Regions from separate parts of the Callithrix jacchus genome. Here all the other regions are linked to region 2. The links are chromatin contacts, called in public Hi-C maps. All regions are on one chromosome and are shown on one strand. The core of a region is the stretch at or near the end of the contact, and the rest is flanking DNA. Distances in the headings are between cores, read along the strand shown.

Evidence for each region. Hi-C and Micro-C count contacts between places; a contact is called where the count stands out from the background.
Region 1: a Hi-C map of skeletal muscle shows a contact between it and region 2, with 9 times the contacts expected there. The contact joins the enhancer-like site here to the promoter of HES1 in region 2. A contact is called at or near these places in 2 of 3 Hi-C or Micro-C datasets (induced pluripotent stem cells and skeletal muscle).
Region 3: a Hi-C map of skeletal muscle shows a contact between it and region 2, with 4 times the contacts expected there. The contact joins the enhancer-like site here to the promoter of HES1 in region 2. A contact is called at or near these places in 2 of 3 Hi-C or Micro-C datasets (both in skeletal muscle).

Annotation. Positions count from the first base shown.
Region 1 is chr15:23,228,120-23,232,533 of calJac240_pri, reverse strand. No RefSeq gene overlaps it. Among named protein-coding and RNA genes, the nearest start is that of CPN2, 38 kb to the left of the region's middle. Within about 2 kb of position 1,818, at least 5 of the 16 cell types and tissues checked have an H3K27ac peak or open chromatin away from gene starts, as enhancers often do.
Region 2 is chr15:23,043,818-23,048,085 of calJac240_pri, reverse strand. It overlaps HES1 (hes family bHLH transcription factor 1), which reads right to left and starts at 2,015. Exons shown (of 4, transcript XM_002758207.4): 1 at 1,677-2,015; 2 at 1,442-1,537; 3 at 1,110-1,197; 4 at 1-484. The coding sequence starts at 1,784.
Region 3 is chr15:23,184,074-23,188,240 of calJac240_pri, reverse strand. No RefSeq gene overlaps it. Among named protein-coding and RNA genes, the nearest start is that of CPN2, 82 kb to the left of the region's middle. Within about 2 kb of position 2,145, at least 12 of the 16 cell types and tissues checked have an H3K27ac peak or open chromatin away from gene starts, as enhancers often do. A contact at or near this core is called in skeletal muscle, where this site is marked.

The DNA of each region.
Region 1 (4,414 bases), core at 569-3,068, 180 kb before region 2:
CAAGTTAAGACTTAGGAGGACTATTGCAAATGCATGATTATATTTTCAGATGGGAGAAAGACATGATATTGGGGCCTCAGGGTGGAATAATATGGTTGGGATATTTGTCCCCTTCAATGATCATGTTGAAGGGCGATTCCCAGTGTTGGGGGTGGGGCCTGGTAGGAGGTGAATGGATCATGGGGGCAGGCCCCTCAGGAATGGTTAATAGCCCACTGGTGACAAGTGAGTTCTTGCTCAGTTAGTTCATGTGAGATCTGGCTGTTTAGAAGCATCTGGGACCCCCCTCAACCTCTTGCTCCTACTCTTGCCGCGGGATGTGCCTGCTCCTCCCCTTTTGCCTTTCACCCTTCACCATGGGTGGAGGCTTCCCAAGGTTCTTACCAGAACCAGACGCTGGCGCCATGCTTCTTGAACAGTCTGCAGAATTGTGAGCCAATTAGACCCTTTTTCTTTATAAATTACCAGCCCCAGGCATTTCGCTGTAGCAATGCACAAAGGTAGGAACACAACAGCCATAGAACTCCATTGGCCATTTAACTCCAACCAGTAACAGGACAAAGAGACAGAAACCCACCATAAGCTGTGGCTCGTGGTAGCCATCCAGCCCACTGTTAAGACCGAATGTTTAGTGCGTACGGATTTGCTTCTGGTGTCGCTAAGATAGGCCTCTGACCTGTCTCCGTTCCCTGAGAATTCAGAATAATCATGAACAAGACTCATGAATAAACATTCATATACTCATGAATAATCAATCATGATTATATGATTCTCATCATGGAGGCTCTCAATGACTGACACCTAGCTTTCAAACCTAACCATCTTCCACGGGGCTCCTTGTGCCATATTCTCTGCTGCAGACATCCTGTGTCCCTGCTCACTGCTTCAGTGCCCTCCCAAGCAGCCAGGATGGAGCCCGGGCCTCTTCAGGCCCCCTGGAGTGCTTGCTGCCTGACAGGTGGATCAAGAACAGAACTCACAGTGCTACCTCCTGGGGAAGAAGGGGGGTGTTTATGAGCATATGAGTGTTGAGATACCCAGGATGACAGGCCACCCTAAAACTTTGGGACCGTGGACAAATTCATTGCCTTCTCTTGGCTTCAGTTTCCCCCATCTGTCCTGCAAAACAATGGGATCAGATAATCTGAGACATTCTATCCAGCTCTCTGATCCAGAGATTTGGGGCGAGGGGGATGGGAAGTGGTCTTGCAGCAGTCAGCACAGCCTGATTGTGTATGGCCTGCACAACTGGTGTTTAGAGCAGTACTTCTCTTTTTGAGAGAGTTTTGCTCTTGTTGCCCAGGTTGGAGTGCAATGGTGCCATCTCGGCTCACTGCAACCTCTGACTCCTGAGTTCAAGAGATTCTCCTGCCTCAGCCTTCCGAGTAGCTGGGATTACAGGCATGCACCACCAAGCCCAGCTAACTTTGTTTTTAGTAGAGATGGGTTTCTCCGTGTTGGTAAGGCTGGCCTTGAACTCCTGACCTCAGGTGATCCGCCCATCTCGGCCTCCCAAAGTGCTGGGATTACAGGCGTGAGCCACCGCGCCCGGCCGCATCGGGATTTTTTTAGAGCCCCCAAGTGATTCTAATGTGAGGTCAATGAGCCTTAGAGCGTATTGAAGATGAGGGCTGCGGGGCTCCGGGGCCCGCGAGCCTGTGGTTCTTCTGACAGCGCTTTCCCCGCAACGGCCACTAGGGCGCGCTGTGGCGCCGCGGGGAGGCCAGCGGCCGCTCGGCCTCCTCCTGCCCGCGGCTGGAGGAGCTCCGGGCTGGGAGGCGGCGCGAAGCACCCGGGGCCCGGGCCTCCGGGAGCGGCCTCTGGCCCAGGCCTGTCCGCCCTCGTGCATCTGCACCTAATTAATGCTAGCCGCGGCCTCGCCGCGTTGACGTCAGTGATGTGTTCCGTGCTGGGGAGACTCGGCCTTTGCAGCCGTTCGGCACAGGTTGCTTCACCCTGGCCAGCCCTGCTGCCCGCCGCCTCCAGGCAGGACGCCGGGCTTCCCTCTGAGACTGAGCCCTCGCTCATACTGCTCTGGTGCTACTCGCGCGGGAGTTTCTTCCCGTTTCCACCCGGCCCGACAGCAGTTTCCATCGTCCCTGGCTGTTCCTGCCCCTCACCTGCCTTTTCAAAACCCTGAGGGTCCCAGGAAATCCCACAGGCCTGGGGATTTGCCAAGTCAGCTGCAAGGGCCACCTCTCCCCTTTCCCCTTTCCCTTTCTGGGTCTCCTCTGCTCAGTTCCTTTCCTGTTCCTGCCCTTCCTTTTTCTCTCTTATCTGAGCTGCGAGGATCAGATACTTCCTGCCTGTGTTCTCATGCACAGAGGTGGAAGAGACGGGATAGTAAAGCGGGCTGCCTCCTTTGCGAGCACAGATAGGGCTGCGTCTGCAAGATGCATCCAGTACGTTGGGGGTGAGGAGGGTGCTAATGACACTTTAGTATCCCAGCCTTCCTCCCCTCAAAAGGCAGCCATGGGAGTTGATTCTGGAGAAGAGAACTCCGCGAAGTGCAGCAACGCTGTCTTGTCTAGCTGCCTCAGCTGGCTGGAAGGGTTTTCCATGCTGGAGGAGTTTCCTCAACCAGGACGCCAGAACTATCTTTTTTTTTTTTTTTTTTTTTTTGAGACAAGGCCTCACTCCGCCTCCCAGGCTGGAAGTGCAGTAGCATGACCACAGTTCACTGCAACCTTGACCTCCCGGGTTCAAGCGATCCTCCCAACTCAGCCTCTGGAGAGGCTAGAATTACAGACACGCACCACCACACCCAGCTAATTTTTTTTGTTTTGTAGAGATGGAGTCCCACTGTGTTGCCCAGGCTGGCCTCAAGCAATCCTCCTGCCTCAGCTTCCCAAAATGCTGGGATTACAGGCGTGAACCACTGTGTCTGGCCCAGAGCTGTCTTTTCCACTCCATAGTTCATCCCTGCCCATTCCCCACCCTACCCCCATCTCCCAATCTGATATTTCTGTGAGATTTCACTAGGAGGAAGGCCATGTACATAAAAGAAGCTTGAACACCCCTGGTCTGGATGATGCCTGATAGCTTCCCTGGCTTTGCCAGCCCATAATTCTAAGAGGGAAAGAGGAGATGAGGCTCGGGGGGAGAGGGAGGCTTCCCTTCTGATTCCTGCCTGGAGCCCGGACTGTGTTGCTCCTGGCTTCCTCCATTTGAACCCCACCCCTGGCTGGCCAGTGAGGGGAGCACTCCCTGCAGCCCCGGGGAGGGAGAGGCTGCCAGCGGTCACACAGGGACACAGACTGTCAGCACTGGGCAGATGGCATAGAGCCAGGCCAGCCAGATGGGGAAACTGAGACCCAGAGAGGGGAAGGGACTCGCTCAAGGTCACACAACCAGCTCCTGGCAGATCCCTTTCTTGGCTAATTCCTCAGAAGCTCCTGCTGGCGTCTGGAGTGGGATCCTCTTGGGAGCCCTGAGGGAGTGGCGGGTGGGTTCCACCGGGAGTGGGGTTACACTGAAGAACACCAGTTCTCCCTGAATCCAGATGAGGGACCCCTCCTGTGCGGCAGATGTGGTTTCAGAGCTCAGCCTGGCCCTGAGGCTGTCACAGCTGAGGCAGGGGCTGTGGATGGTAACTGCCGCTGAAGAGCTCAGAAGGCGTTTAGCCTGTCAAACACAGAGCCCCCACCGGGGACAGAAAGCCAGGATGAAGGTGTGGGACATCAGTAAGAATCCCGCTCCTTCCAATGTAGACTCTGAAAGTAAAGGTCCAAGCTTTCAGTTGGATCTCAGCTGGGGCTGGGGGCTGGCCAAAAAGATTGAGGCAGCTACACACTTGGGCAAATTTCCCCACCGGCCCCGCAATGCGCCTGGCCAGGCCCCAGCTGGAAATCAGAGACCCATGAAACATCGGCTCAGGGAGCATCAGGGATGCATGCTCGTGCTTCAAGAGGAAGAAACCCCGAGGGGAGGCCGGGAGGGGTCACTGGACAGTGAGTGTCGGAGTTGGAGCTTGGACGTGGGCTCTGGACTCTGGGCTGTGTGTCGCCACCACTGTCCTGCCATCCGTGTGGAGATGCCCTGATCCCCCTCTGCAGAGAACATTCTCTTTTCCTCCCTTTGGGGTATGTAATGTGTGTATGTCTGTGTGTGTGTGTGTGTAGACGTTTTTTATTTTGTCTCTTTGCCTCCAAATCCTATCTGCTTCATACAACTCAGAGAAAAAGTCTATGGCCTGTTACCCATTCCAGGACCACGGTCAGGAAGTCCTCATTCCCGTCTCACCCACATCCCCCACGCTGGAGCTTAAGTCCTTCCAGGTGGGGCTGGCAAGAGTCGGTGGGACTCACTCCAAGGGCCCCGGGGAAGCGGGCTGGGCTGTTTGGGGAGGAATGCTCACTCAGCAGCGTGCAGGCCTGGCAGGGCTGCCTCTAAATCCAAATTGCAGTCCCCAAGC
Region 2 (4,268 bases), core at 766-3,265:
TTGGGGCCCACAGAGGTCCCGCTGTTGCTGGTGTAGACGGGGATGACAGGGCCGCTGTGCGCGAAGGCCCCGTTGGGAATAAGGAAGGCAAACTGGCCATCCGGAGCCGGTACCACCTGGAAGCCTCCAAACACCTTAGCCGCCTCTCCAGCCTGGCTGCCCAGCTTGCAGGGTGCGCCGCCGGGAGGGGGCGCCGCGCCCCCGGGGATGGGCACGAGCGGCGGTGGCGGCGCGAATGGCGCGTGCTGTGGACCGCCCGGTCCTGGTGGGGGCGGCGGCGGCGCCTGCAAGGCGGGGTGCGGCTGCCCAGGGTAGGTCATGGCATTGATCTGGGTCATGCAGTTGGCCAGGTGGCCAAGCAGCCGAGTGCGCACCTCGGTATTAACGCCCTCGCACGTGGACAGGAAGCGGGTCACCTCGTTCATGCACTCGCTGAAGCCGGCGCGGTACTTCCCCAGCACGCTCGGGTCTGTGCTCAGCGCAGCTGCGGGCCAGAAGGACACAGACGGGTCACCGAACGGCCCTGGCCCCGTGGCCACTGCCTCCGCCCTGGGAGGTCCCTGTGGCGCGCCTCCCTGACCATGCGCCCGTGAAACTGCCTCTGGCAGGGAGGATTGGATGAGAAACCAGCCACCTCTCCACACAAGCGTGGCAGCCAAAGCTGAGCCACTCCTTCCCGATTCCCTGTCGCTGCATTTAAAACCTATCTCAGCCCCAAATCTGTCACCCCCACCCCTGCGCGTGACGTGACCTTGGACAATGCCTCCCAATCCATCATTCGGGCCTCATTTCCCCTTCTGCAACGAGAGGGAGTGCTAACCCAGTTAACCCCCAGGCTCCATGCAGTTCCAAACCGCCACAGCCCTAAGTCCTTTCGCCCCTACCCGCCGCCCGCCACCCTCGCAGCTTCAACCTTTTTCCCTCCCTTCCGGAACAGTAACAACTTGGAGTTGTGGCTATAAATAAGCCCAGACCGTGGGAACGCGAGAGTGAGCCAAGGCAGTAAAATGTAGCTGAATGCCTCTCACAACCACGGGCGGAAGTCTGGAAGAAATCACCGCGAGGCGAGCGGGACGCCCGCACAGGGGGGCGCGGCAAGCTGCCCTCACCCGTCATCTGCGCCCGCTGCAGGTTCCGGAGGTGCTTCACTGTCATTTCCAGAATGTCCGCCTTCTCCAGCTTGGAATGCCGCGAACTCTGCATAGGAGGAGGCAAGGAAGGAAAGTGAGCCCCGTGTCAGCTGCTTCAGAGTACTGGGGGTCCCTCCTCCCGGCCACGGAGCGCAGACACATCTAGGGACCGCAGCGAAAAAGGCCGAGCCCTCCCGCCTAGGAGAACGCAGTACCGGCGAGTGCTAGAAACCGCGGGCGGGGGGTGTCACTCTCAGTAGCTGAGGAAGTTGTTTTTTAATTAAAAGAAAGAACAGCATTTCCCCACTTACATCTTTCTTGAGAGCATCCAAAATCAGTGTTTTCAGCTGGCTCAGACTTTCATTTATTCTTGCTCTTCGTCTCTTCTCCATGATAGGCTTTGATGACTGCAAATAAATAAAAAAAAATTAGCTCTGAGTTCTCATGGGATATGCCGTTTCGTCCCCGGTTTTCTAGACAGAAAGAAGCCCCCCAATCCCTACTTAATTTTGAGGGGCTGCAGAGAGATACAGGTACCGCCCTTACCTTTCTGTGCTCAGATGCTGTCTTTGGTTTATCCGGTGTCGTGTTGACACTGGCTGGGGTAGCAGCCACCGGGGACGAGGAATTTTTCTCCATTATATCAGCTGGCATTTTCCTTTTTTTTTTTTAATCCCTAGAGAATTTTATTTTTGGAGTTCTTCAAGAAAAATAATTTTGTTTATGTCTCTGTTACTTGAGACCTTCACAAAACTACTGAGCAAGTGCTAAGGGTTTATTGTAATATTTTGTGGCTACTTGGCGATCAGTAGCGCTGTTCCAGGACCAAGGAGAGAGGTAGACGGGGGATTCCGCTGTTATCAGCACCAGCTCCGGATCCTGTGTGATCCCCAGGCCCTGGCGGCCTCTATATATATCTGGGACTGCACGCGAACGGCTCGTGTGAAACTTCCCAAACTTTCTTTCCCACAGTAACTTTCAGCCAATGGGAGGAGGAGACACGCGGCACCGCTCGTGGACCGCGCCCCCCCATTGGCCGCCAGGCACAAGGTCTGGCGGCCAATGGCGCGCGCCTGAGCCTAGGGCACCGGAGGCTACAACGTCAATCAAAAGGATTTTAACCCTTTGCTACTCTCCCTCTGGGCTTTGGTTAAGGGGTTATTTTTTTTTTTCTTTTTTCCGCTTGGTTTTGGTCTTGTCTGTTTCTTCTGGAGCCAGGGTCTTTGCTCTTTATGCCCTCTCTCATATGTAACAGAGCGGCTTTGACTGTAGTAAGTTCATTTGAAGCATATATATATTTTTAAAGTGTTAAGTGCAGAAAAAAATAATAGCAGTGGTTAAAAGCGGGGGTGGGGGGAGAAACGCGTGTAAGGGTGTGAGTTACCAACGCATCTAAATAAGTTCCCGCTCAGAATTTATACATTCAGGAGGGTGAGAGTAGATCATGCAGGAAAAGGGCCAAAATTTTTTTTCCTTTTGCATGCAGAAAAAGGAAAAAATGCTTCTAACTTAAAATGCAGGTTTTTTCGGATAGAAGTAGTCCTTGAATCCCTGCCCCACCCCACCGCCGCCCCGTCTTTCAGAAATTCCTCTTCTGGAATTGGGGCCTTAGACCACGCGCTTCCCCAGGAAACAATCAGATTAATTTCCAACTGGGTGGAAGGAAGTGGTATCTAAAAATGAAAAAATGAACAAGGGAGGCTCTAATGGCAATGCCTCAGGGACTTGCTCCCTCCTTCACCACCGTTTCCCTTTTCATCTGTAGGCTCTAGGTTCTGCGGCGCGTTGAGGTGGCGGGCAAGGAAGAGCCTCTCCCTCCTCGCCCCGCGGGCGGTCTCGGCGCCCGGCGCGCGCGGGCCCTTTAAGAGCTACACCAGCCGAGCTGCAGTTTGACATCAGCCGGCCGGCGTGGGCGCGCCTGGAGCCGGAGCACGTGCCAGGATGTTTTATTGCCGCCGCGGCTGCGGCCGGGCCGGGAGGATGTGTGCGTGCGTGCGTGTGTGTGAGTGTGTGTGCGCGCGCCCCGGGGGCAGGGAGGCGGGGGGCGGCGGCGGGCGGCGGAGAGCGGGGGCCGGTTCCTGGTCCCCGGGAGAAGCCAAGAAGGTAAATAGCAGCTGCTGTGCTCGAGCCTGGGAAAACCCCGCCCCCTGCGCCGGGCCCGGGCTCATTGGCGCGCGCTGCGTGTGTGGGGTGTGTGTGTGTGTGTGTGTCCGGGGCCCCCTCCTTCGGCCCTGTGGGCCAGGAATCCGAGGGGGCGGCGGGCTGGGAGCCGAGCCCCGACGCTTACCCTCCCTCCCTACCCCCGCCTCCCCAGGCCAAGGTCAGCTCTTCCGGGCGGGGAGCGCACACCCCTGGTGGAGAGTGGGGAATTCTTCCATCCCCCCCCACCACCCTTACTTTCGGGCTTGGGGTTTTCACTCGGCCGAAAGCCTCACTTGCAGCAGCCTGGGGACGAGGTGGGGGCCTCCGTGTTTGCTCCGGGCCCCCACCTTCTCCCTCCCCCCGCGGGGCCCTAGGCGCCCGCCGCGGTCACGGGATGCCTGACCGCACTTAGGAAGCGGCCGGGTCAGCCTCCTGCCTCCGCTCGGCGACTGCGGTTAAAGCGGCTTCGCGCCGCCCGTCCCTTCCCCGGGTCCCGGGCGGCCGGCCGCTCCCCCTCACTGCGCCCGGTAGGCCGCCGGCGGGCGGCCGGGAGGAGGCGGGCGGCGCGGGCGGCTGCGTGCTGCCTGCTGGCCGGGCCGCGCGCCGGGAGGAGCCGCCGCCGCCGCCGCCGGGTGCCACGTGGCGGGCGCCGGGCCGGGAGCGCCAGGGCTCTGGCGGCGGCCTCCCTGGGGGATTTGCCGAGCCGGGCGGGCGGCGCGCACTGCCTGGGCCGGCCGGCCGCCTCCTGCCCGCCTGCCCGGGTCGCCGGCCCCGTGCCCTCACACCGCCTCCCCCCGCGCCCTTCCCGCCGCCCGGGAGCTGGGCTCGCGGCTCTAGGCAGCCCGGGAGCCCAGCGTCTTGTTTGATGTGCCCCCCCCGCCCTTTCAGCCCTTTCCGCGTCCCGGAGGTCTGGCGCACAGTTCTCATACACTTCATTCCTTCCTGCCTCCGAGCTCCCCACTGAGATAATGTTGTAAATGATTTCCCCAGATCTGG
Region 3 (4,167 bases), core at 896-3,395, 140 kb before region 2:
TTTTTTTTGTTTGCATATGCAGAAAGTTATGTGGGAACAGAACCATTTATAACCCATTAAACTGCCTGTCTTGATGGACTCCCAGGCTGCTCCTACATGTGGATAATGTGTACAATATGTGTAGCGTTGGGGCAGCATCAGCAGTGGCTCTGGCCAAGCACTTATGTTCTAAATAACCCTCTCAGGCAGTGCTTGCTAATTAGTACCAGGAATAACCTCACAGCCAGTGGTGAACAGAGAAGCCTGGAATTGTCGGGAAGTGGGAGGATCCTCTGATATCCTTAACTCGTGATCTCCTTTCCAGAATTACCTCCAATACCATGTGTGTCCAATCTGGCAAGGACACTTCTAGTGACCAGAGGTGTCCCGGCCAAGGACTCGGTCAAAATCTGCCCTTTAGAGATGTTTGCTCTAGGGCCCTTGTCAGACCCTTTGGGGTCAGATCGAGTCCAATCCCTTCTTACGGGACTGCCCCTGGCTGTTGGAAGATTGTTCTTGCCATCAGGGTTGAACTGCCTGACACGATTCTCCTGCGCCTGGTTTTGACCTCCCCGTCCGTCCAAGCTCCATTTACTTTCTTACAAACACAGTTCCCTCGGTTTGCACTGAGTAGTCAAGAGGGAGAACAGGACAGGAGAGTCCCTTTTGTCCTCTGAGAGGCAGGCAGATCTCTCCATTAAGTAAGAGGATGAGAGGCCAGCTCCAGGCTCCCTACAATTCCCTCCTGGGGCTCTGCCAAGGGTCACCCACTTGTCAGGTGGGCAGACACCAACTCTGTCCAACACAACAGCCGGGCCGGGCTGCTCCCTGGGCCTCCGGGGCTGAGTGAGGACAGCTCCAATCTGTGGGCCAGTGGCTCACACCCTCCCTGGCCGTCCTTTCCCCTCATATGGGAAATTGAATTATGAAACCAGTTAATTTTATAAAACTCTTGCTTTAATAGTAGTGAGAGGCTGGGTACGGTGGCTCATGCCTATAATCCCAGCACTGTAGGAGGCCAAGGCAGACAGATCACCTGAGGTCAGGAGTTCGAGACCACCCGGACCAACATGGTGAAACCCCATCTCTACAAAAATACAAAAAAATCAGCCAGGCATGATGGCAGATGTCTGTAATCCCAGCTACTTGGGAGGCTGAGGCTGGAGAATCGCTTGAACCTGGGAGGCGGAGGTTGCAGTGAGCAGAAATAGCACCATTGCACCCCAGCCTGGATGACGAAATGAGACTCCATCCTGGAAAAAACAAAAAAAAAGGTAGGGAGGAGCTCTCATGGGAGTCTCATGCCTTCAGTGCTCCCACGGCTGCCTTTCACCAAAAGACTGAGCAACTAGGAAGGTGGCAGAGCAGAGCTTACTGCCCCAAGACACAGCTGAGGACACAGGCTGAGGGGGTAAAATGACGTGCCATGGTCCTACGGCCGGATGGCAGCACTGCCCAGGACCTGGAACCCAGTGCTGTTTTGAGGCCAAATCAGCACCTTTCCCATGCTCTCAAGCAGCTCAGCCTCCTGGCGGTGGGGGAGGATGAGACATGCTCAGGGTGTGCCCACCAAAGGCTGCCTCTGTGTGTGCTGGGGCACAGGCTGGCACGGCTCAGAGCTCAGGCTGCGTGCCCGCTCCCCTCAATGCTGCCCTGTTTAGTTTATGGAGCCTCGGGCAAGGGAGAGAGTGTAGTGCGGCGGCCCCTCCTGGCTGCAACTCTCTAGCCTGGATACCAGAGGCAGGGCGTGCCCACCCAGCCTGGGCCTGGAGGAGGGGGCCAAGCCAGGGCGGCCGGTGCCTGCTCAGCCGCTCTCCTCCGTGCCCGGAAGCCCGAGGGCACGAGGACTGGCTGCCTTCCCAGAAAACACAGATCACTGTCTGCCTGTTCTGTCCTTGAGCTCAGGCCCAGCTCTGTCCCATGACAGGATCCGGGTGGCGAGTGGCGGGTGGCAGGCCCTCCCCACTAGCCCAGGGAAGAGAGCAGGCTCCAAGGCCTGGGAGAGCCTCCAAGCCACAGTCTTCAAGCCAGGCCTCTGGGGCCTGTCCCCAGGACCTGGGGCTCCCCGGGGGCCGCATGTAGCTGCATTCAGTGCAGGAGTCCAGTCTCTGGAGAGCTCAAAGGAAGGACTTTGTTTTCAGGGAATAAGACGGGGCAAGGGTCATCTCCCCCTCCTTAATGAGAGACTGGCCCCAAAATGGTTTCTTTCCAATGGGTCTTTGCCAGGGCAGGGGTGACAGGGTCTGGTCTCAAGGGGCAGCCTGAAGACCTCAGTGGGTTCTGTTGACAGGGCTGGAGCCGCACCTCACCATCCCCACCCAAGCACCTGAGCTTCCCTAGGCCTCTCACAGCTTGTGTTTGATGGAGTTAGCTCCGGGATGAGACTTGCTGAACCCCGGATGTGACCACAAAGCACAGAGTGCCTTTTCCTCCTGCAGAGCGGTGGGATCAGGCCTGCTGTTGGAAGGGAAGGCTGATCCTGAGATGTGAGGAGCTTATGCTTTTAATCAGGCACCCTGGGGCACTCAGCTCCAGTGACCAAGAGCAAGGAAACACAGCAGTCCTGTTGCGAAGGTGGTGTCAGGCTTGTGTGAGGGGTGGGTGATGGGTGAGAAGGTGGCCATTTTTTTCTCTATGCCAGTTTTCAAAGTGATACTCTGGGCCAGGCTCGGTGGCTCATGCCTGTAATCCCAGCACTTTGGGAGGCCAAAGTGTGTGGATCATCTGAGATCAGGAGTTCGAGACCAGCCTGACCAACATGGTGAAACCCCATCTCTACTAAACATACAAAAAGAGTTAGCCGGGCATGGTGGTAGGTGACTGTAGTCCCAGTTACTTGGGAGTCTGAGGCAGAAGAATCGCTTGAACCCGGAAGGCAGAGGTTGTGGTGAGCCGAGATCGCATCACTGTGCTCCAGCCTGGGCAACAAGAGTGAAGCTCCGTTTCAAAAAACAAAAACAAAAACAAGCAACAAAGTGGTGCCCAGGAAGAAACATACACGAAGTCAAATCAAAGGCCCTGCTTCCAGTCTCAGCCCTGCATAGACTCACTGCCAGAGATGGACTCCGTGTTCTTACCTGTGAAATGGGTGTCAGAACTGTGCCTCCTGAAAAATCACCAAGTTGCTGGGGGAACTGGATGTGGGAGGGTGTTTTTAGCCCTGGGGTGCTTTAGGATGAGGTGGGGGTGTAATCCTCTAGCAGGCCTGGTAGAGATGCCCCATCCTGGTGGCAGGAGGAGCTTCCTTCCCCACTAGGAGGAGCAGTCGGCACTGCCGGGGATGGATTCTCAGCGTGGCTGGAGGGGAGGGCAGAGTTGGCCCGTGCTCCCCCTCTTCCCGCCCTTCCCCATCCCGGCAAGACCTTTCCCCTCCCCCGGCTCTGGCAGAATTTCAGAGGGCCTGGCTGCCAGGAAGGGTGGGGCTGCCAGAGACGGCCGAGCCACAGGGTGACCTGGCCAGTCCCGGAAACTGTCCAAACCTTGGACCTCAGCCGCACATCCGGCAATGCTGAGGGGTGGTGGCAGGCCCTCTTGGCGACTGAGGGCGTGTGGGATGCCTCTAAGGTTAGGTCGCTGGAGATTTCCAGTATGAGAAAGGAAGAGGCGCATCCCATTCAAGGGTCAGAAGGCTTCTCAGGGCTGACAGAAGTATGGGGCCGCCTTCCCAAATGCCAAATGCTTTGCTACTCCCAGATGCTACCATAGGACTGAGGGTGCATCCCAGACTCATTCATTCAACAAGAAACAGGCTGAACTTGTTGAAGAGCGTTCACCCAGCAAACCATGCTAACAGCGTTCACTGCACAGCATGCTAAGCTTGTTACTTACACAAAACTTTCAAGAACTCAATGAGATGAGAACAGCATAGATGAGAAAACTGAATCTTTCTTTTCTTGTTTTTTTGAGACAGAGTCTTGCTCTGTTGCAAGGAGTGCAGGCTGGAGTGCAGTGGTGTGATCTCGGCTCACTGCAACCTTCTGCCTCCCAGATTCAATCGATTCTCCTGCCTCAGCCTCCTCAGTAGCTGGGATTACAGGCACACAGCACCAATCCCAGATAATTTTTGTATTTTTAGTAGAGACGGGTTTTCACCATGTTGGTCAGGCTGGTCTCGAACTCCTGACCTCCTGATCCTCCCACCTTGGCCTCCCAAAGTGTTGGGATTACAGGCATAAGCCACTGTGCCCA